Linked DNA regions of Mus musculus: all the other regions are linked to region 5. A link is a contact called in public HiCAR-type, HiChIP or PLAC-seq and promoter capture Hi-C data. All regions are on one chromosome and are shown on one strand. The core of a region is the stretch at or near the end of the contact, and the rest is flanking DNA. Distances in the headings are between cores, read along the strand shown. Region 1 holds the start of Cmas (cytidine monophospho-N-acetylneuraminic acid synthetase). Region 2 holds the start of Eps8 (epidermal growth factor receptor pathway substrate 8). Region 3 holds the start of Dera (deoxyribose-phosphate aldolase (putative)). Region 4 holds the start of Etnk1 (ethanolamine kinase 1). Region 5 holds the start of Plekha5 (pleckstrin homology domain containing, family A member 5). Region 6 holds the start of Strap (serine/threonine kinase receptor associated protein). Region 7 overlaps Eps8 (epidermal growth factor receptor pathway substrate 8).

The links. Promoter capture Hi-C pulls out the DNA fragments that hold promoters and counts their contacts. HiCAR-type assays count read pairs that join an accessible place to other places. HiChIP or PLAC-seq counts read pairs in DNA pulled down with a chosen protein or histone mark.
Region 1: a contact with region 5 is called in a promoter capture Hi-C map of pre-B cells. The contact joins the promoter of Cmas here to the promoter of Plekha5 in region 5. A contact is called at or near these places in 5 of 39 promoter capture datasets (the 3T3-L1 cell line, 3T3-L1-derived adipocytes, the C10 cell line and 1 more).
Region 2: a promoter capture Hi-C map of pre-B cells shows a contact between it and region 5, with 4 times the contacts expected there. The contact joins the promoter of Eps8 here to the promoter of Plekha5 in region 5. A contact is called at or near these places in 3 of 39 promoter capture datasets (the C10 cell line, hippocampal neurons and pre-B cells) and 2 of 115 datasets of contacts at active chromatin or transcription factors (large pre-B cells and pro-B cells).
Region 3: a promoter capture Hi-C map of pre-B cells shows a contact between it and region 5. The contact joins the promoter of Dera here to the promoter of Plekha5 in region 5. A contact is called at or near these places in 4 of 39 promoter capture datasets (the 3T3-L1 cell line, the C10 cell line, cranial neural crest and 1 more), 2 of 115 datasets of contacts at active chromatin or transcription factors (astrocytes and forebrain) and 1 of 9 other capture datasets (embryonic stem cells).
Region 4: a contact with region 5 is called in a HiCAR-type map of astrocytes, with 2.3 times the contacts expected there. The contact joins the promoter of Etnk1 here to the promoter of Plekha5 in region 5. A contact is called at or near these places in 5 of 39 promoter capture datasets (3T3-L1-derived adipocytes, the C10 cell line, liver and 2 more) and 1 of 115 datasets of contacts at active chromatin or transcription factors (astrocytes).
Region 6: a contact with region 5 is called in a HiCAR-type map of astrocytes, with 5 times the contacts expected there. The contact joins the promoter of Strap here to the promoter of Plekha5 in region 5. A contact is called at or near these places in 4 of 39 promoter capture datasets (the C10 cell line, hippocampal neurons, pre-B cells and 1 more), 1 of 484 Hi-C or Micro-C datasets (muscle stem cells) and 1 of 115 datasets of contacts at active chromatin or transcription factors (astrocytes).
Region 7: an H3K27ac HiChIP or PLAC-seq map of extraembryonic endoderm stem cells shows a contact between it and region 5, with 9 times the contacts expected there. The contact joins the enhancer-like site here to the promoter of Plekha5 in region 5. A contact is called at or near these places in 3 of 39 promoter capture datasets (the C10 cell line, hippocampal neurons and pre-B cells) and 3 of 115 datasets of contacts at active chromatin or transcription factors (extraembryonic endoderm stem cells, large pre-B cells and pro-B cells).

The regions. Positions count from the first base shown.
Region 1 is chr6:142,755,364-142,758,063 of GRCm38.p6, forward strand. Cmas (cytidine monophospho-N-acetylneuraminic acid synthetase) reads left to right here and starts at 1,323. Exons shown (of 8, transcript NM_009908.2): 1 at 1,323-1,663. The coding sequence starts at 1,410. It overlaps LOC115490443 (a long non-coding RNA gene), which reads left to right and starts at 1,945. Exons shown (of 2, transcript XR_003956544.1): 1 at 1,945-2,700.
Region 2 is chr6:137,648,024-137,650,723 of GRCm38.p6, forward strand. Eps8 (epidermal growth factor receptor pathway substrate 8) reads right to left here and starts at 1,262. Exons shown (of 22, transcript NM_007945.3): 1 at 1,029-1,262.
Region 3 is chr6:137,753,294-137,755,993 of GRCm38.p6, forward strand. It overlaps Dera (deoxyribose-phosphate aldolase (putative)), which reads left to right and starts at 1,284. Exons shown (of 9, transcript NM_172733.1): 1 at 1,284-1,345. The coding sequence starts at 1,315.
Region 4 is chr6:143,165,829-143,168,528 of GRCm38.p6, forward strand. Etnk1 (ethanolamine kinase 1) reads left to right here and starts at 1,402. Exons shown (of 8, transcript NM_029250.2): 1 at 1,402-1,808. The coding sequence starts at 1,653.
Region 5 is chr6:140,422,716-140,425,415 of GRCm38.p6, forward strand. It overlaps Plekha5 (pleckstrin homology domain containing, family A member 5), which reads left to right and starts at 1,384. Exons shown (of 31, transcript NM_144920.3): 1 at 1,384-1,541; 2 at 1,662-1,741. The coding sequence starts at 1,450.
Region 6 is chr6:137,733,764-137,736,463 of GRCm38.p6, forward strand. It overlaps Strap (serine/threonine kinase receptor associated protein), which reads left to right and starts at 1,319. Exons shown (of 10, transcript NM_011499.3): 1 at 1,319-1,703; 2 at 2,567-2,700. The coding sequence starts at 1,592.
Region 7 is chr6:137,628,629-137,631,328 of GRCm38.p6, forward strand. The region is part of intron 1 of Eps8 (epidermal growth factor receptor pathway substrate 8); the gene reads right to left. Among named protein-coding and RNA genes, the nearest start is that of Eps8, 19 kb to the right of the region's middle. Within about 2 kb of position 1,408, at least 32 of the 459 cell types and tissues checked have an H3K27ac peak or open chromatin away from gene starts, as enhancers often do. A contact at or near this core is called in extraembryonic endoderm stem cells, where this site is marked.

The DNA.
Region 1 (2,700 bases), core at 73-2,572, 2.3 Mb after region 5:
ATGTGTGTTTACACCCCACCCGCACCTGGGGAGAGGCAGTGGGTTCTCAAAGGAATATATTTTATCAGACAACTTTTTAAAAGTTTTTTTTTTTTTTTAGAAGGGAACAGGTGTGCACTACACTGGAAGGGATTAATAAAGCTGACACACCAGCAGAAGGTAACACTGTTGGCTGAATTAGCAGGGAATGCCAAGCCCATGGGAGGGGGACGATGGCTTAAAATGTTGAGTTCGAGGCACCTGTAGGACATTAAAATGGGGCAATTTCTTGGAGAGGGAGATGAATCAGGAGCATAGGAAGATTGATGTTTAATATAAAAGCATTAAATCATAAAATAGATCCATGCTATAGTATGGACTAAGAAGTTTCCAAGTGGGGAGGGTCTTCAGTTCATTCATTCATTCATTCCTTGGGAGTGGCAGCTCAGCCAGATTGCCTCAAGTTCCAGGCCACCCTGAGCTATGTCATGAGTTCCTGGCTAATCTGAACTATATAGTGAGTTCAAGGCTAGCTCCAGTCAGAGAGCAAAGCAGAGGATGATGATAACTGTAAGAAAAGAGGATGATGATAACTGTAAGAAAAGTGAGGTAGAGAAGATAGACCTTGATCCCCACAGGTTGAGACTGATTTATTGCAACAGCGAGGGGCCCCAAGCTTTCTGCTGTTGCAGGTTGAGCCCATTTACAGACATTCTCTCTCTCTCTCTCTCTCTCTCTCTCTCTCTCTCTCTCTCTCTCTCTCTCTCTGTGTGTCTCTCTCTGTCTCTCTCTCTCTCTGTCTCTCTCTCTCTCTCTGTCTCTCTCTCTGTCTCTGTCTCTCTTTCTGTCTGCCTCTCTCTGCCTCTCTCTCTGTCTGCCTCTCTCTCTCTCTCTCCCTCTCTCTCTCTCTCTCTCTCATACTGTTTGAGAGCCCAAAATATTGTTTGTGAAACAATTAGGCTGGGACTAAGCAATTCTTTATGGCTAGGGGCTGTTGCCCAGTAAACCCGACTCAGCTTCTCATGACCTGAAGTTACCTAGTATGTTGATGGGGAGTGGTTGGAGAGGGAAAAAAAAGGGAAGAAGGAAGAAATGGAGGAAGGTGTAAGGGGAGGAAGAAATGGGAAAACGGAAAGAGGCTGGAGAGGAGGAGATGAGTGGAGGAGGACTAATTCTCATTTATTTTAGAAATCTCCAGACATTATTGAACACTGCACAAAGCGCCATTCAACTAGAGGCTCCTCTGAGCTCACCTGGCCGGCCCCACTGCAGGGTGACGGCGCGGGGAACTACAACTCCCAGCGTGCCCCGGGGCTGGCGGAGCCGTGGGCGTGGCCTACAGCTGCCACAGCAGGCGGGCGGTACCGAGTGGAGTCGGCGGGGCCGAGCTCCCGGATGTGGAGACGTTGGAGCGGCGGCGTGGGAGGAAGATGGACGCGCTGGAGAAGGGGGCCGCCACGTCGGGGCCCGCCCCGCGTGGACGGCCGTCCCGGGGCCGGCCCCCGAAGCTGCAGCGCAGCCGGGGCGCGGGGCGCGGCCTAGAGAAGCCGCCGCACCTGGCAGCGCTGGTGCTGGCCCGCGGCGGCAGCAAAGGCATCCCACTGAAGAACATCAAGCGCCTGGCGGGGGTTCCGCTCATTGGCTGGGTCCTGCGCGCCGCCCTGGATGCGGGGGTCTTCCAGAGGTGCGCATGTGCGGGAGCCGGGCCCGGGTCGGGGGTCGGGGGTCGGGGTCCCCAGGCCTGACCCTGGGTCGCCCCTGCTTGATGGGCGCCTGTCACCTCTGGGCTGCGCAGACTGCCGGGTGCTGCAAGGCCCGGGAGGCAGCAGGTGCATGAATGGAGTCGAGTTGGGGCTCCCCAGCTTAGAGAGTCTTCCCTCACCTTTGAGAAAAAAATATTCTCTGGCTGTGAGGCTGTGAGTCAGCACAAAGAGGAAATGGTCCCTACGTGTGTACGAGGTATGACTGTTTTATGGGTGTGAATGGGTTTAGCCTACCTCTTGAACTTTGGCCTCACTAAAGGCAGTTTTTATCTCTGCATCCTCTCGGCCTCCACCGGATTGATCAGGAGTTACAAGTTGATGCCATTCATCAAAGGAGGGAGATAAAAATCCTTTGCCAACAAGGAATTTAAATGCCCGTGCTAGCTGCATCCAAATTCTGCTTGAATTTATTGCTACCTTTTGATGATTTGGCTTTTAAGATGATTGATTCAGAAGGCTATTGATTTCCCCATATTATGAAGGCAGATTTTTTTTTTCACCCAACTGACATTGTTTAAAGATGGGATAGCAAAAGATATAAATGTATGAGTTTTCTTTGTGTTTTGACTCAAAGGAAGCTCTGGGTGGAGCTAAAGAAACAGCTGGCTTCTGAAAATAACACGTAATAGGAAGTGTGCTGAGGAGAGATAGGGGAGTATCGTGAATTTGGTTCAGCTCAGTAAACATTTCTTGAGCCCCACTTTTTTCCATACACACGCAAGGAGATAGCAAGACGGTCCGTGCACAGTTCTATCCCTTACGGAGCTCTCGATTGGTTTTTGTTTGGTTTTGTGTTTTTAAACCTCTCAGAATGCAGACTGCAAAGGAGTGAGAAGTTAATTATGTATAGGCCACAGGGACAAAGTAACATCTATGAAGGGAAAAGAGTTTGAAGTCATACTGACCATAGATTGAGAACAAAATTATTGTTCATGACTCTCAGGTCCCATGTCAGGAA
Region 2 (2,700 bases), core at 12-2,511, 2.8 Mb before region 5:
GATTTTTTTTAAACATAAAAAAAGTCTTCCAGGAATCGTAATTCCACCTCCTCCCCAAAGTGGCAAAACCAAATAAAACTTCAAAGTACCCACACGTGTCTGAACCAAGTTGGATCTGAACTATCTTATTCGCTTTTTCGTCTCTTTCTCTTACTGTCTGAGGCAAGAAGGGAAACCTTTAGAAGAAAAGCAGCCATGCATTCGCTGAAACACTGGCTCAGGAAGACCTCCTCTTCTAATGCCTCGCTGCTCCAAATGTCTATGGATTTTAAGCCCAAACCCTAGGGCGTCCTGCCCCGGCGAGATGCCAACAGCACTTGGGGGCTACAGGAGGAGGATTTGAACAACATGGCTCAGAGAACCGGGCAAAGATTTTTGCATGTGTATTGTAGTCATTGAAAGGAAGGAAGGGATGAGACCCCGGGGCGCCTTCACTGTCTCTCTCGGTGGGTGTGGAGCCCTCCGAAGCACTACTGACAGCCATAGAGAGGCCATCTTCCTAAAAGTAAAATGGTGTTGGAAAGTGATCCAGAATTCACAACTATTCAAACACAGCGAGCTACCTCAACTGGAGGGTGTATACCAGGGCGGGTCCACATCTCAAACAGGTTTCCTAAGGGGTCCCCACTTGAGCTGGGTGAGAGGCGCTCCGAAAGCCCTGCATCTAAGACGTTAGGGCGGGGTGGGAGTCCAGGTGTGCGGAACTCAGGTACGCCCGCGCAGCCCAGGGGAGCGCGGGGTCTCTCGGGGGACCTCGGCGACCACCCGGGCGGAGGAGGCCGCGGGGGGATCGGGTCTCCTGGCTTCGGGGTGCGCGGAGCGGGCGCGGGGACGCGCTAGGGCGGCAGCGCCGCGCACACCTGGCCGCCGACACACCAGTTGCAAAGGGTCCAAGTGAACCGCAGCGGCCGCTGAGCCTGGCACCACTCCGGTGACGGCTCACAAAGACCCTTATGGGAAAGCGAGAGGGAGCCCATGCCGCGGGAATCCCACCCGGGGAGCCGCACTGATGTTCGGGGGGCTCTTACCTAGGATCCGCCCTCCGAGCAGCCGCGCTCCTCAGGGAGTGCCACGACCTCCCTAGACGCGAGGGAGGTGACGGAGGGAGAAAGATCCCGGAGCTGGAGCGCCCGCCGCGCCCCGCTGCAGACACGCCGCTGGGGCTTGCCCCGCGCCCTGCGCCCTGCGCCCTGCGCCCAGCGCCCCGGGAGCCCGCTTCGCCCGCCGCCCGGGCCGTGTGTGCGCGCCGCTCGCTCCCGGACACAGCCAGCGCGCGCCGCGCATGCCCAGCAGCGAGCCGGGAACGCGCGTTGCCCCGCGCGGCCGGGAGAGGGCTCCGTTTGCAAGATCTTGAGGACAGTTGAGTCTCTAGTAGACCCTAGGGCTCTGGATAGAATCTCAAGGGCTTCATCCCACAAGGCGAGCACGGCACCCCGCAGGGGAGACCCGGGATCCCAGCCTCAGAGTGGTGTCTACAATTCCTCAAGTGAAATGACCTAGGTCTGCAGAGCACAGCCGGGGGGGGGGGGGGGGGGGATGCCGCAGGCGGAAAGAGCGCTCAGGTGACCGCGGCCAGATCCTGCCACACAACTGATGACTAGTGTTAATCTGGGAGTTACTGCCCTACTCAACTACCAAGAAGAGGTATTCCCCAGCCTCTGACCTGTGACCTGTGTCCATTGGTCTGCTCCTGTACCATCTCTCTTCAACCAAAGCAGTATGCAAGTGGTACCCAAGGGCTTCACTGGTTTAGAGAGACTACAATACTCCAGTCCCTGGATATAGCCAGCAAGCCCAGACCTGTCTCACCAGGCGTCCTGGATCCCATTTTTCATAGGAGCTCCTGCCAAGAGTCTGGTGTAGTTTCAAGTATGGGAGACTCTTTAGTCCAGTAATAACTACTCACCACTGCTCAGTGCTCCTTGGCTCGATCACTGAAGCCACAAAATAAGGATCTGCCAGTCTTCTCTTCTGAACCTGGCATTTTCTTACCTTCTACAATACCTCCGTTGTCACAGCTACGCCCCCAGACACCCTGGCCCTTCTAACTTCCAAGGCAATTGACTTCCAAAGAAGCCAAGGCAGACTATTAAACAAAACTTGGCTTAAATAGCTGGGCCTACCTGCTTTGCGAGGCAAGCAAAAGCTCATTCAAGAGACCGTGAATTAGCAGGCCAAGATGGAGACTAAAAGGGGGCAGTGATGGGTTTTATGATTAAGTTCGGTCTACTGCCTTCATCCAGAATCTTCCTCCATCCAACATTCCCAACAGACTGACATCCACTTGAGCATGTCCAGTGTTCGAAATAGCTGGTTTTGATAGATGGTATAGAAAACTAGGATTGTTAATTGACAATCTCTGCCAGGAGCTACAAATTTTACTTTACACCATCTCTAACCCTTAAAATGAATCACCGCTTTAGAAAATTGGGAAAATGTTATTCAGAATTTTCTTTTTGCCAAAGCCAATAGTGACATTAGGATTGAAATCCAGGTCTGCCTACTCCACAGCTTACATACATAGATTTATATACTCAGATCAACTCTCCTTCAACTGTAGACTGGGAAAGATGGACCCTGAGGACTGACATGAAATTAATCTTGCTCCTTACAGATATTGTAAGACTTGAAATAGTAGAAGCAGGTTAACAAATAACCAACATAGTAGAAGCAGGTTAACAAATAACCAACAGAACCTTC
Region 3 (2,700 bases), core at 34-2,533, 2.7 Mb before region 5:
TCCATGTGAGTACAGATACAGTGGCTCACCCCCTAGACTGTGAACCTGGAGTAATTCAGAGAAACCAGGCTGAGAAAAATCATCACTGAATCTCAACTTTAGAAAGCAAAGAAATTGTCGCGATCCTTTCTTACAGATAAGGAAAATGAAGTTCACAAAGGCCAGTAGTGTGTCCTAGGTTACATGCTCAATTATTCACAGAACTAAGGCCAGTAGTGTGTCCTAGGTTACATACTCAATTATTCACAGAACTAAGTTAAAAAAATTCTTTTCAGGCCTGAAGAGGGAACTGAGCAGTTGAGAGTGCTTGCGCTTCTTAACACTTAAGTATGGTTCCCAGCTCCTGACTAACTCTTGGTCCAGAGTGGCCTGGCCTGGCCTTTGCACATACCTGAACACATGTGCTATGCACACATATGTGTGTAGACACAAAAATGAAAATACTATATTTTCTAAATGAAAGAAGCTGGACCTTTTATTGAATGTAGCATCTGCCTGTAATCCCAGCAATGGGGATCTGGGGTCTGGGGCAGGAGATTCAACACAGCAACCTCTTGTCCAACCGTGATTACAAAGCAAACTGTCTTAAAAACAAAACGAAAGGGCTGGAGAGATGCTCAGCGGTAAGAGCACTGACTGCTCTTCCAGAAATCCTACGTTCAATTCTCAGCAACCACATGGTGGCTCACAACCATCTGTAATGGCGATCTAATGCCCTCTTTTGGTGTGTCTGAAGACAGCTACAGTGTACTCATATACATAAAATAAATCTTAAAAAAAAAAAAAACAAAAATAAGAAACCGAGTCTTCCTAAGCTTATGTCCTAGCTGCTCTTTCACTGAGTCCAGACTAGAAATTACAGCGCGTTCTAGCTCCTAGACTACCTTGGCTGTCCCCTGAGGGCTCTGGAACACTACCCACAATTCGGGTCCAAGACTACATTGCTCCGCTCATGCAAGAAAGAATCCAGTCCTGCCACTCACATGATCCTACAGCTAAAGTTCCTAAGTCTGATTCTGTCTAGTTCAATTGGCCATGTAAGCATTTAAAAATGGTCTGGGAGACTTCTGGAGCTGGGGAATGCTCAAGTCACAGGCCTGACCTGGAAAGACAGGGAACAGGTAGGGTGATGACCTGGCTGGGCTCCAAGCCCAGGAGCTGGAGAAAAGTTTAAGTGGTACAGGACCGAAGAGGCGTGGCTTTGGTAGGGCGTTGCAAAAGGGGCGTGGCTCTGGGCGGGGACTTGACAGGAAGGAGGAAGGCCAGGCCCGTGTGGCGACCTGGAGCAAGGGTTGGCTTTCAGCGGTGGCCACAATGGCTGCTCACTGCCGGGGCACAGAGCTCGGTAAGGGCCAGCGGGTTGCGCTCCCCTTCGCCAGGTTGGGGGTGGGGGTGCCCAGGGCGATCCCCGGAGGGCGGAGACCTGAACTGAGGCAGAACTCGGGGACAGCCCTGTCGCCAGGCTCTATGCAGTCTTAACCCTTTAAGCGGAAGCAAGGAAGGGTTAATTAGATCTTTGCACTATGTAGCTCTGTGGTCGCAGTAAACCAACCCGAGTGAAAAGCCTGCCGGGTACTTGTGTGCCATTCATTTACTGCCGGACTCACGTAGCCATTCCCAAAGTTGGCTGTGCTGGTGGTCATCGCCGTCTGCTAAAAATGATTTTAAATGCTTAGACAAAATGTTCTTTTTAAAACTATTTTTCACCTTATTGATACTAGTTCAGATATTTCTGGGAAAAAAAATTAAAAGTCTGTAATTCAAACGTAGCAAAAACGTGACTGAGCCAAATGTCAATGACTTAACTTTGCATAATAGATTGTTTGCTTTGTATCCTGGACCCTCTTAGGTGTGTGATTTTGGGTAAATTACTCACTCTGTGCTTATATACCGGCATCTGTAAAGTAGTTATTTATTAGGAAGCTACTTCTGTCTGAAGGTGGTTTGGATAGTGTGAGGAGGGGATACTTGGAGCCGCTGGTATATTTCTCTGCACTTAGTGTTGAATAAGCAACGATAATGAGCGCACTAAGTTCTTTTCATAGGGACTGATTTTGAGTGGCTGTGAGTGATACACAGGGTTACTCTTTTCAGAAGGGACTTGCCAGTCTAGACTTTAGAAGTGTTTAGAATTGCATGCTTGACAGGTAGTCTCTGTACCAGGTTAATGGCACTTTAGTCCCTCTCTCCAACAGAGCCTTACACTTTATCCCTGCAGTGTAAACTTTAGCAGTGACCCTGGAAGATGGACTAAGGGCTGAAGATGAAGCTAGTCTGCATCTTTGTACAAGGTCGAGGATGTAACATAATTCCCCCCCCCCCCCAACAGCTCTTTTAAAGTTTCAAATTTTCCTTTCAGGAGATGCAATTAAGCCAATTTTACTCCCCCCCCCCCCCCCCGCCCCCAGCCCCTAGGTTTCTCTGTGTAGCTCTACACTGTCCTGGAACTCACTCTATAGACCAGGCTGGCCTGGAACTCAGAAATCCACCTGCCTCTGCCTCCCAAGTGCTGGGATTAAAGGCGTACGCCACCACTGTCCGGCCATTTTTACTTTCTTAAAGTGTAAGTCCTGGGCTGGGTGCTATTGCACACACCTGTAACCCCAGCATCAGTTGTGTGTCAGGTTAGCCTGGACTATATAGAAAGAGCTTTCTTAAAAAGCCATCAAAACACTACCTTTCCCGTGTTGCAAAGTAACA
Region 4 (2,700 bases), core at 152-2,651, 2.7 Mb after region 5:
GGGCTACATAGTGGTTTTTAAAAACACATACTCAAGTCTGGAAAATGGTCAATAAATTTACAATGTTGCAAAAATGCAGGAGTGGATTTCCCACTTTTTAGTGTAGGAAGTTTATCATTATCTCAGACTTATTTGTGACTTACAAAGGTATGTAGCCTCATTCAGAACAATGAGAACATAAATGTGTGCTAATGGGTAATACAACATTTGATCATTCACAAGTTATTCACTTGTACTCAGCCCCGGGGAGGCCAGAAGTCAAGGTGAAAGTCACCTCCATTGTCTCCGTCATAAAAGGAAAGCACAAGGGCGGACCAAAAACTTGTAGATGATCCGGTTGCCAGTATTTCTCTAACAAGCAAAGAGCAGAGCCTTTCTGATACAGGAGGTTTCATGTAGCCGTGCGAGTCCCAGGACGCGCTATGATTTAGCATGACAGATCTAATTTTCTTTCCTTCCAATTCCCTCCGAGTCTCTACCTTATATAACCGGCTTTGAATAATTCTCAGCAACGTCAACTATCTGACCCTTAAAATGAGTGTTTCAGTCGTCTATTATCGGTCGGCTGATGACTAAGTATATCCCGGGCAAACCTGGAACTCACTATGTAGCCCGGCTGGTTTGGAACTCGTGGCAATCCTGCCTTAGGCACCTGAGAACTAGGACAGGTATAGGTCATCACACCACTGTCACCGGTTTACTCTCACTTTACGTAAAGTTTGCCCCAAATACTGTGATTTCTATGTACCGTCAAAGGGAACTGGGTTGCTGAACCAAGCAAGCATGTAGTTCTGTGCACACAGCTTCAGGAACAAGGCGAGCAAATTAATCCAGCTTGGCCGGTTGAGGCCAGGCTAAGCTCACAGCTTAAATTTAGGGTTATTTCAGGACGTGCCTTCTGCGTCCCGTAAGAACGTCAGCCCTAAGTAAGCAGAGCCCACGACCCTAGTGATCTAGAAAGGTGACGCTTCCTTGACTCCTGACAGGGCTGGGTAGCACTCCACAGCTCATCGGTAGAGTTCGAAAGGGCTCGGCAGAGCTCGACAGCGCTCCGGCAGAGCTCGGCAGAATTCGGTAGGGCTCCGGTAGCGCTCGGGCAAGGCTCGTTAGAGCCCCGGTAGGGCTCGGCAAAGCTCGACAGTGCTCCGGCAGGGCTCGGCAGTGTTCGGCAAGGCTCGTAAGCGCTCCGGCTGGGCTCGGCCGCGCTCGGACTCCTTCGGGTGCAGGAGCCCAGCCAACCCCACAGTAGCGGAGTGCCTGGCGGTGCGCGCTCCCCGAGACCCCGATCCCCAAGAGCCCCGAGGCCCGCCCATTGTGCCGCGGGGTTCGCCACCCCGCCAGCCGCCTGACGCAGCCGAGGCTCCGCCCCCGGCGTGACGCTAGCGTCAGGCCAGTCCCGGCATGCTTCGCGGCCGCCCGCGGTCTAGCGCACTGAGGCATCTTCCCGAGAGCGGCCGTGCCTCCGCGTCTCTGCACTGCGCACCCCGTCCGGCCGCCCGGTTGCCCCCGCCGCCCGCCCGTGCGTCCGAGCGGCCGCAGCCCTCCGCCGAGGGCGCCCCGGGACGGAAGGGTCCAGCAGCCTGCCGGCGCCCGCCGCGCTCGTGGTCGCCGTCGCCGTGGTCGTCGTGGTCGTGTCCGCCGTCGCCTGGGCCATGGCCAATTACATCCACGTCCCGCCCGGCTCGCCCGAGGTGCCGAAGCTCGACGTGACGGTGCAGGACCAGGAGGAGCAGCGCTGCCGCGACGGCGCCCTGAGCCTGCTGCGGCACCTGCGGCCGCACTGGGACCCCCGGGAGGTGACCCTGCAGGTGAGGCCGGACGGGCACCGGGTTTCCTTCCCGAAGCCGCCGCGTCAGCGACGTCTGCCCGGCCCCTGAAGAGGCTCCCGGGGATGGCTGCCGCGGCCCTCGTCATGCCTCTCCTCCCAGACCCCGCAGCCCATCCGCCTCCCGCGGTCCTCTCCGCTGCCCTCCCTCCCCTGCGCTTCCCTCCCATCCCTGCCTTATCCAGCCCGAGATCTTCCCACATCCCCATCTCCGAGCCGCGGGAGAACAACTCCTTTCCAAAGCGGAATGACCGGGGACCTGCTGCTGCCCACGCCAGGATGCTAGGGAACGCTATGCCGTGCGTTATAGGAAGGCTTGAATTGGAAGGTTTCTAAATTTGTAAAGTCTTAGAAGAATTAATGCTCAGGGTTGGAGTGAGCAGTGGCCTGGGAATATTTTCGTGAGTCAGTGGCTTTAAAGACAAAAATTCTCAGAAGGATACCCCTACCCCCGAAAAGCTAGGATTAGGAAAAAAAAAAGGCACTTGCAAGTTATGATCCACCATACCCACAATTTATCTGGTGTAATTGGTTATAGTTTTTTCAGTGCACAGCTTGTAGGATTACTAAGGTGAATTTCCTTTTTCCTTGCAAACAAGCCAAATTAGTAAAATTTTAACGGTTTGGGATTGTTTTAGATTTGAGCAGTAATTTGTATTATTCAAGACGTCTGTCATTTTGATGACTCCAATACATTGTTGGGGGTTTATACAGGATTTATTGATTTAAGTTTTTTGCTAAATTTTTTTTTTAGTATAATTAAAACATGAGTAGTGTCTAGGCCCCAGAGCAGTTCCTGACACTTGGGGGCTTTTATGAGTTTTAGTTTCGATTCTTGTTAGAAGTGTTCTGAGCAGCTGAAAGAGACCGACCCA
Region 5 (2,700 bases), core at 134-2,633:
GAAAACATTACAGCGATGGTATTTTTTTTTCCTCCTGTATATGCAGATGGACAGGAAAATTATAGCAGTAATTGCAGTCTCCGTTTCACCAGAGACGTATGGCCTTGGGGAATCAGGAGATAGGAGGAAAAGCCAATGAAAATGCACGCTCATCAGGAGCTTTGGCCAAGGGCATTCACCCTCCCTGTGCCTTGGTTTCCTTAAAGGTTGAAAAGCATCATTTACTTATTTCAGTTACTTGGGAAGATGAATGAGAGAATGCCTCAGAAGCATCCAAACTGGTCAGGGAAAAAAAAAAAAAAGGTGCTTCGAGAATGCCAAGTTGTACTGTTATTATTGAACTGTGTTTCCTCTGGGATGAGTCATTTGCTGCAAAGCCATGGAGACAATTCCAAGAGTGATGATGAAGGACCAGGGGCAGTAAGGAGCAAGCATAGCGCTCTTTACTGGTGCAAGGGAGGTCTTACTAGCAGTGAACCCTTCCTTTGTTCAAAGGACAAGGGGGCCGGGGGTGCCAAGGCATTAAAAATACTATACAGCAACGTATTCATTCGAGTAGACTCTTGGAAATCTATAGGCGATTTGAATTCAGACTTTGCCATTTTTCACCATAACCCTGGGCACAATCACCTTTGTTCCTTTACGTTTCTTTGCCCCTCTCAGTGAAACGGAGACAATCATAGTTCGAAGGGATTTAAATGTCCACCACCCCAAGGACTCCGTAAAGTTAAGTTGCCCTTGTAATAAATGAGAGAGATTGGGAGCCTAGAAATTCACGTTGATAATCAAGTGCATCTTTTTTAAGAAAGGAAAAGGCAAGTTTTTATTTTCTAAACTATTATATGGCTCAGAAGCTTAGAAAGGAAAAAAAAAAAACCACCAGTAACAAAAAGACCTTAAGTCTGAATCAGTCCCATTTCAGTGGTCCGAGCTCACTCGCGGACCCTCCTTTATTTGGCACGCCACACACCAGAAAAGCCTTTCCCAAAAGCAGTTTTCCATTTCAACGCCCGGCGTCTCCCAGAGAAGCCCCGGGCTAGGCAGGCAGTAGCTGATTCAAAACCTCACAGGTTCGGAGCCCAGCCCTCCGGGCGGGCGCCGGCGGGACCCGACCCCGGAACCTTCGCGCGGCGCGGGCGGGGCACGGGGGAGGGCTTTGGCGGGGGCGCGGCGCCGCTTCGCCCAGCCTCCGAGCGAGCGAGCGAGCGAGCGCAGCGCGGGCCGGCGGCCGGCCGCGGAGGATGCCGAGGGGCGGCGACGCAGGCCGGACTCAGCCGGGGCGGCGGGGAGGGCGCCGCCCGAGGGGGTAGGGCGGCCGCGGGGGCGCGCTCGGGCCGGGCCGCGCGCCCTGCGCTCCTTTCGCTCGCTCGCTCGCTCGCTCGCTCGCGCCCTCCTTCCTCAGCGGCGGCGGCAGCACAAGGCGGCGGCGGCGGCGGCCGGGGAGCAGACATGGCGGCCGACCTGAACCTGGAGTGGATCTGCTCGCTGCCGCGCTCCTGGACGTACGGGATCACTAGGGGCGGCCGCGTCTTCTTCATCAAGTGAGCGGGCGGGGGAGGCGCCGCCGGGCGGCTGGGGGGAGCGGTGGGAGCGAGCGGGCCGGGGGCCCCCGTGGGTCGCCCCTCGCGCCGCTCAGCGCCTGTCCCTTCTCTTCCCTGCAGCGAGGAGGCCAAGAGCACCACCTGGCTACACCCGGTCACCGGCGAGGCCGTGGTCACCGGGCACCGGCGGCAGAGCACAGGTAGGGCCGGCCGGGGCTGCGGCTCCGGGCCACCTGGCGGGGTTGGAGGGGCTCCGGGCTCCGCGCGACTGAGTCCCGGGGCGCCTATTCTTCTCCGCCTTTTCATCAGCGCTTGGAGACGGCGCCCTCTTCCTGGCGCCCTGGTCCCCATCCTTTCCCGGACGCCCCCCGAGGATGGGCGACGCCCCTCTACCCCGGATCGCCCCCGTCTCCGCCTCCAGCACCCTTTAGGAAGTCCTCACCCGCTCCCCTTTGCTCCCCGCATCCCAGCACCCCTGCGGTGAGACGGTCCCGCATCCTCGCCCTGCTCCCCAGAGAACTGCTTTCTGCCAAGCAGCTTCCTCCTCCACCACCTCCTACTTCTCCTAAGTGGGACTGTGGGTAGGTGACTGATGGAAGAGTTAGGGGTGCTGCGGTGCCCCCCCACCATGTGATCCAAACACCGGTGAGTCCCCTCCTGCTACCCGAGTAGCCGCTGGAGTTAGGACGCTGGAGCGGGCGCCGCAGCCAGTGATCCCGGCTCAAAAGTCCCCGGTAGCCGCAGCCAAGCTCCACGTACCACCAGCAGGCGGTGGGCGAGCCAGGGCGGTCCCGCGTGGGGGGCCTTCGGGCCCCAGTTCCACGAGGAAATGCATCTCGGGTTGCTTTGATAGCTTTCTTGAATGTTTAGCATGAGTTGAGCTGGAGGAGGGCTTGTGGTGGTTTCAGTGCTGGTCTGGCTTTCTTTTGTCATTCTTTGTTTACATTCACCCAACTTGTTTGCCTGAAACGTAACGTGAGTTCTCATACTGGCCCGCCTCTATTCCGGGTGACTGCAAAGGCTTGAGAACAGTTGGGTCGAAGGTGAGGCCCAGTTCTGTCTCTCCCTCTGGGTACTTTTCTCGCCAGCTCCGAGGTTCTGAGGATCTCCTATTAAAGTTGCCAGAAGGGTGAACAAACCTGCCTTTTCTGCTAAACGC
Region 6 (2,700 bases), core at 69-2,568, 2.7 Mb before region 5:
TAGAGAGGATTTGTGTCACTTCTACAGTGTCTATTATAATGCCAACATATGCTTGATATGCACTTTAAAAGTAGTGTGTGCATGTGTGGTAGGCAGAAGTCAGTCTTAGGAGCCCCAGGAGCCATTCACTGTTAGGTTCCAGGCTGATACAAGAGGCTTTCAGAAAGGGGAAAGGGGATACCAACTCTATGCCTTTGACCAGGGTCAGACATAGCAAAGTCTGGAACCAGGCCCCCCAGAGTTAAGATTTCAGTCTGTGAGAACGTGACTTTTCCTCCTAAAGAGACTGGAGTAGTCAGTCCCAGGCCAGTGTGTGCTTGGTCTGTGGCACACATGAAGTATTCTGTGTTCCTTTTGTGCAACACTGCTTGGTTAGCTTTCTGATGACTTCGTCCCACTGTATGATAGGTTTTTCTGTTCCATTTTCCCCATACAAACAGTATATAAGATGCTGTACATCTTAATAAATTAGCTTAGCATAAGACATAGTTTTAGGGAAAACCTCCTGACCCCAACTTTCCTGTCTTCTTTATTTCTGATCCGTTCGGTCCCTCCTCTCAGGAGCCTCTCAGTGAAGAATGGCTCACTGGTCCAGATGCATCTACACTCTTTTGTTTTTGAGATGTTTTTCACTCATACTTGGAACTCACTGATTGCTATGCTGGCTGGCAGGGATTGGTATCTTTTCAGTGCTGCATTCCAAGCATGTATCACACCATGTATAGCTTTTTTTTTTTTTTTGTCGGTACTGGGTATCACACTTCATGCTTACATGGCAAGAACTTTAGCCCAGTAGACTGGGGTCTCTCCCTCCCCAGCCGCAGTGATAGTTGCTAGAGCCACTGAAAGAGCCCTTATCAGTTAGGTTGTCACGGATCCTTGCTGAGCACTAAGTGAATATTTCCCACTTGCAAATAAGCATTTGCTGGCCATCCACTAAACGCCAGTCACTTATCTGTCACCAGGATATAAATGTTGTTAGCATAACCACTCTATTAGGGAAGTCATTACTGTTTGTGAGTTGTGACGGTGTATGCCGGGAGGGGGGTGGGAAGGAGAGCGACAGAATGGTTGCTACTGGGTAGGCAGTTAGATGTGAGATGATTATGGAAAAGTGTGTCTGTAGCTTAGCAATGAGAAGGTTACAACTCTACAACAGCATCCTACAAGGGACGGACTCGGCGGCTCCCAACACTGGGTAGCAACGGGACGCCGCGCGCTTGACGTCGTCAGAGCAGCATGGGTTCGGTCTCCGAGCTCGCGCCTGCGCACACTGCTTCTCGCGCTGCTGCTGGGAACTACCGCCTTCCCGCCAGTCGTCACTTCCGGCTGACGCGACGCGTCGGGCGACGTCACGTCCTGCCGCTACCGGTAGGGACCGTGAGTGGCGGCAGGCCGGCTCTCCGGCGCTCCCCTCCCCTCCTCCCTCCCTCCCTGTCCCTCCCTTGGCGGCCGCGAGTCGCGGGGACTCTGGAGCCGGCCTCCTTCGGCGTGAGTGCGGGGGCCTCAAGCAGCCTGAGGCGCCGCGGCAGAGAAGGAGGACGACCGCGACCCTCGGTCCCCGCTCCGCGTCACCGCGCTCGCCGCCGCCATGGCCATGAGGCAGACGCCGCTCACTTGCTCGGGCCACACGCGGCCCGTGGTGGATTTGGCCTTCAGCGGCATCACGCCTTACGGCTACTTTCTGATCAGCGCTTGCAAAGGTGAGCTGAGCCCGCGACGGCCGCGGCTCCCGAGTGCCGACGGGTGGGTGGGTCGTGGCTGCCAGCGACAGCCATCGCGCTGCTGGGACTAGAGGGTCGCCCCTGGCCGGGCTTTATGCGTCCCTCCTCCCCACCGTTGTTAGTGCTCCCCAACACCTCGCCTTTCTACCCACACAACTACATTGTGTTTGCCAAGGATTTACGGGAAGAAGAAATTAGGCCAGGCCGAGAGGAGTGCCCTTTATGTCCTCTCACTCATTGTTTCATCCTTTGTGGTGTGAGCCTCATTTTTTTTTTTCCCCGACGAAAGTGTACGTTAGGTTTATGTGGTCCAAAGTAAAAAGCGGCTATCTAGATCGTTTTGACACCGCATGTCACTGGCATCCAGCCCACGGTTTTTCAGAAGTTTTTATTTATGTGTGCCTGTGTTGTCTCTATGCATGCTTGTACCTGTGTGAAGGGGTGCCCCAAGAGGAAGGCATCAGATTGTCCAGAGCCGGAGTTAGAGGCTGTTGTCAGCCTCCGTGTGGGCGCTGGGAATCGGAATCAGGTCTTGTGGAAGAGCGTTTCCCAGGTCTTTATAGTTGCTTTGTAATCCGAGTTTGCAAAGGTGATGAGGGAGGCCTCTCATTCGGTCCCAAAATTGCTTATGCTTCCCAGGAAGAGTGGCTACAACTCCTTAGTCCCTAGGTCACTGAGACCATATGCACAGACCAGGATGGGGACACCCTCCCCCACGCCCCCACGGCTTAATGGGAGTAGGGGGGAGCAGTCAGAACAACGGTTTTCCAGTAGTTTGCTGCTCAGGATTTGGTATTACGTTGCATGCTTCTAAATCACAGATGTCTGAAAATATTTTCTAGATGGCAAGCCCATGCTCCGCCAGGGAGATACAGGAGACTGGATTGGAACATTTTTGGGTCATAAAGGTGCTGTTTGGGGTGCAACATTGAATAAGGATGCCACCAAAGCTGCGACAGCAGCTGCAGACTTCACA
Region 7 (2,700 bases), core at 158-2,657, 2.8 Mb before region 5:
ATACAGAGAAATCCTGTCTCAACAAACAAACAAAACAAACAAAACCTTACTTCTAAACTTGTTTTCTATAGGAACTTGAATGCTATCTCCTGCTGACAGACATGTGCAGGAAAGGAGGGCAGGCGTTGAAAGAGTCTCCTCTTCATTAACTTCTTATCGAGTTTGGCTTCCGAGAGAGTCAGTCAATTTAAACAATGATTTACTTACAAAACCTGTGACCTGTCAAAGAGAGTGATCATAGCTCACACTTAAAAGAGAGAGAACTGGAAAAACCAGGCACGCTTGCCTGAGGGCGTGTCCTGGGGATAGGTGCGTGGTCACTGTCACCTCAGTTAAACTTGTTCATGGTGTCTCTCTTTAGGCTCAGCCAGAATTGTGGGCAGAATTAGCTTACCCTTGTCCAGACTGTAAGATGGAAGAGAAATGAAATGGTGCAAATCTCAGCATAGGATATGCAAGACCCAAATGAACTCACTTGCCATCTAACAAACACATGTGGACCGTCTGTGACACACAAAAGCAATACCCAATGCCTGCTTCTTGTTCAAAAAGTAACGAAAACCAACAGATATAAAGGCTTGGTGAGCAGGGTCAGGGAAGACACATCATCACTAGGCATGGTGACATGGGATTGTAATCCCAGCACCCTGGAAGCAGAGCAGGAGAACAGGGCCTCTGATGGCAGCCTGTGCTATAACAGTGAGTTCTGGGCCAGCCAGGACTACTTAGCCATACGTTATCTCAAAACACTAACTCTACACAATTTGAGGAATTTACACAATCTGCAGGAAAAAATGGGTACAACTGGAAAGTATCACAGTAGACAAATTAAGTCAACCTCAAGAAGGCAGATACCATGTCTCCTGTCATTTGTGAATCCATGGTTATATTTAAAGCCGAGGATGTACATATCACATGCAAATAGAAGCAAAATTGTCTAGGGGTCTAGGGTGGGGGCAGGAAGGTAAGGGATGTGGAGGAGAACAGGGTCCAAGCACATTATACGCACTTAAGTGCTGTGCAGTGAGTAGATACCAAGGAAACAGTTGTATTTTCTTTATTATTATTATTTGGCTTAAGAAATGAGTTAGTGCGAATGAGTCTGGACGGCATCCAAGAGTCTATGGAAACACGAACCTCGAGTGTCACTTGACAGTGACTCTCCTTTTCACCTCCAGGCACTAAGCCACTGGCTAGAAGAGTAAGTTACACTGGAGCAGGAGGTTCAAAATTCCAAAGAAGGAAGGCTGGAGACACAACTACTCAGGCTGCATCGCCCTTGCAGGTTCCCCTCCAGACAGCCTCGGAAAGAAACTAAGTGATTATTCTCCTACCATGCTCTGCTGGGAAGGAGACACAGGATCAAAATCCGCAGCGCCTGGAGCCCGCTGAAGCATCTGTTCACTGAACACACAAGCAAACAAAGCCTGGGTGGGGGCTGTGCATCCAGCATTGTGCCCGGGCACAAAGAGATAGGTTAGAGAGGATGGGAGGAAAGGGAACGAGTAAATAAACCATGAATTGTAACTCAGTAACAATCTAAGGATGAGAGGGCTGCCTAGCACAAAGCCGAGGTGAGCAATGTCTTCTGGGAAAGTGGTCTTCAAGCCAAGTCTAAGGCGAAGAGTTCATACTCCTGAGATGGTGAGGCTAGCAAAAAAAAAAAAAAAAAAAAAAAAAAAAAAGGGAAAGTCACAGCAGAGGGAACAGCTCGTGTAAAGTCATGGGAGAACGAGGCTAAGTGTGTTCAGGAAGCTGAAGTTATTATGGGATGCATGGGACTAAGGTAAAAGAATAGAAAGGGCCGGGCAAGACGGGCCTCTGTGTGCCACAAAGAAAGACACTGACTTTAGAAATGATAAACCAGTGACCTACGCCTGCGCCTGCACCTGCGCCTGCGCAGCAGAAGCGTGAGGCGATTGGCAGGAATGTGGAGCAGCAACCCAGGGTCTACAGGCCACACCGGCAGAAGAGTCGATAGGATCTGGTGACTGCATACTCACAGAAGGGAACAGATGATGGGGGAAGGAAGGGGCCGGGTCTTGGAAACCCACACACCTGACGGTGTTATTTGAGGAACAGCAGCTTCATGTTGAAGGACAGAGTGAAAGGAGTGAGAAACCAGGCTGCACAAACGGTCAAGCCTTGACTTGGGGTAACATGATGCCTAGAGGCCTGTCCTATATTCAGACCTGTGAGAAATGGAGGGTCAGCTCTCAGGGATTCTACAGATAAGAAACAGAGTCAGCGCCGTGATTGAAACAATGTGGGTCTGAGGTCTTCTTAAAAGACCACGAGACAGAGGATGCTATGTGAAATGAGATAAGGCCTAAGTTAAGAATTCCAGAAACGTCTCAATGTGTCCACGTTTAGATAATGCACAAATTCATTAACTGAGACAAAAAGAAAAAAAAAAGTCTCCCTCCAACCACCCACTGCAGCAGTATCAGCGGGTGGTGGTAGAACTTCCTGGGGCAGAGTTTCATTCCCCTACGCTCTTAGATACCCATTCTCTCCAAGGAGCTTCTGAAATAACATCTAAGCATAGATGGATAAGCGGGGTAGATGGGAGCCAGCAACCAGAAGCTCCGAGAGTACCAAAGAGAGAGAACGCTGCCCTTGAACAGGGTAAGGATAGTTACATCATTCGTAAGTTCACCGGACAGATCTAGAAGTCCTGGCAACCCTAAATCATGGAAA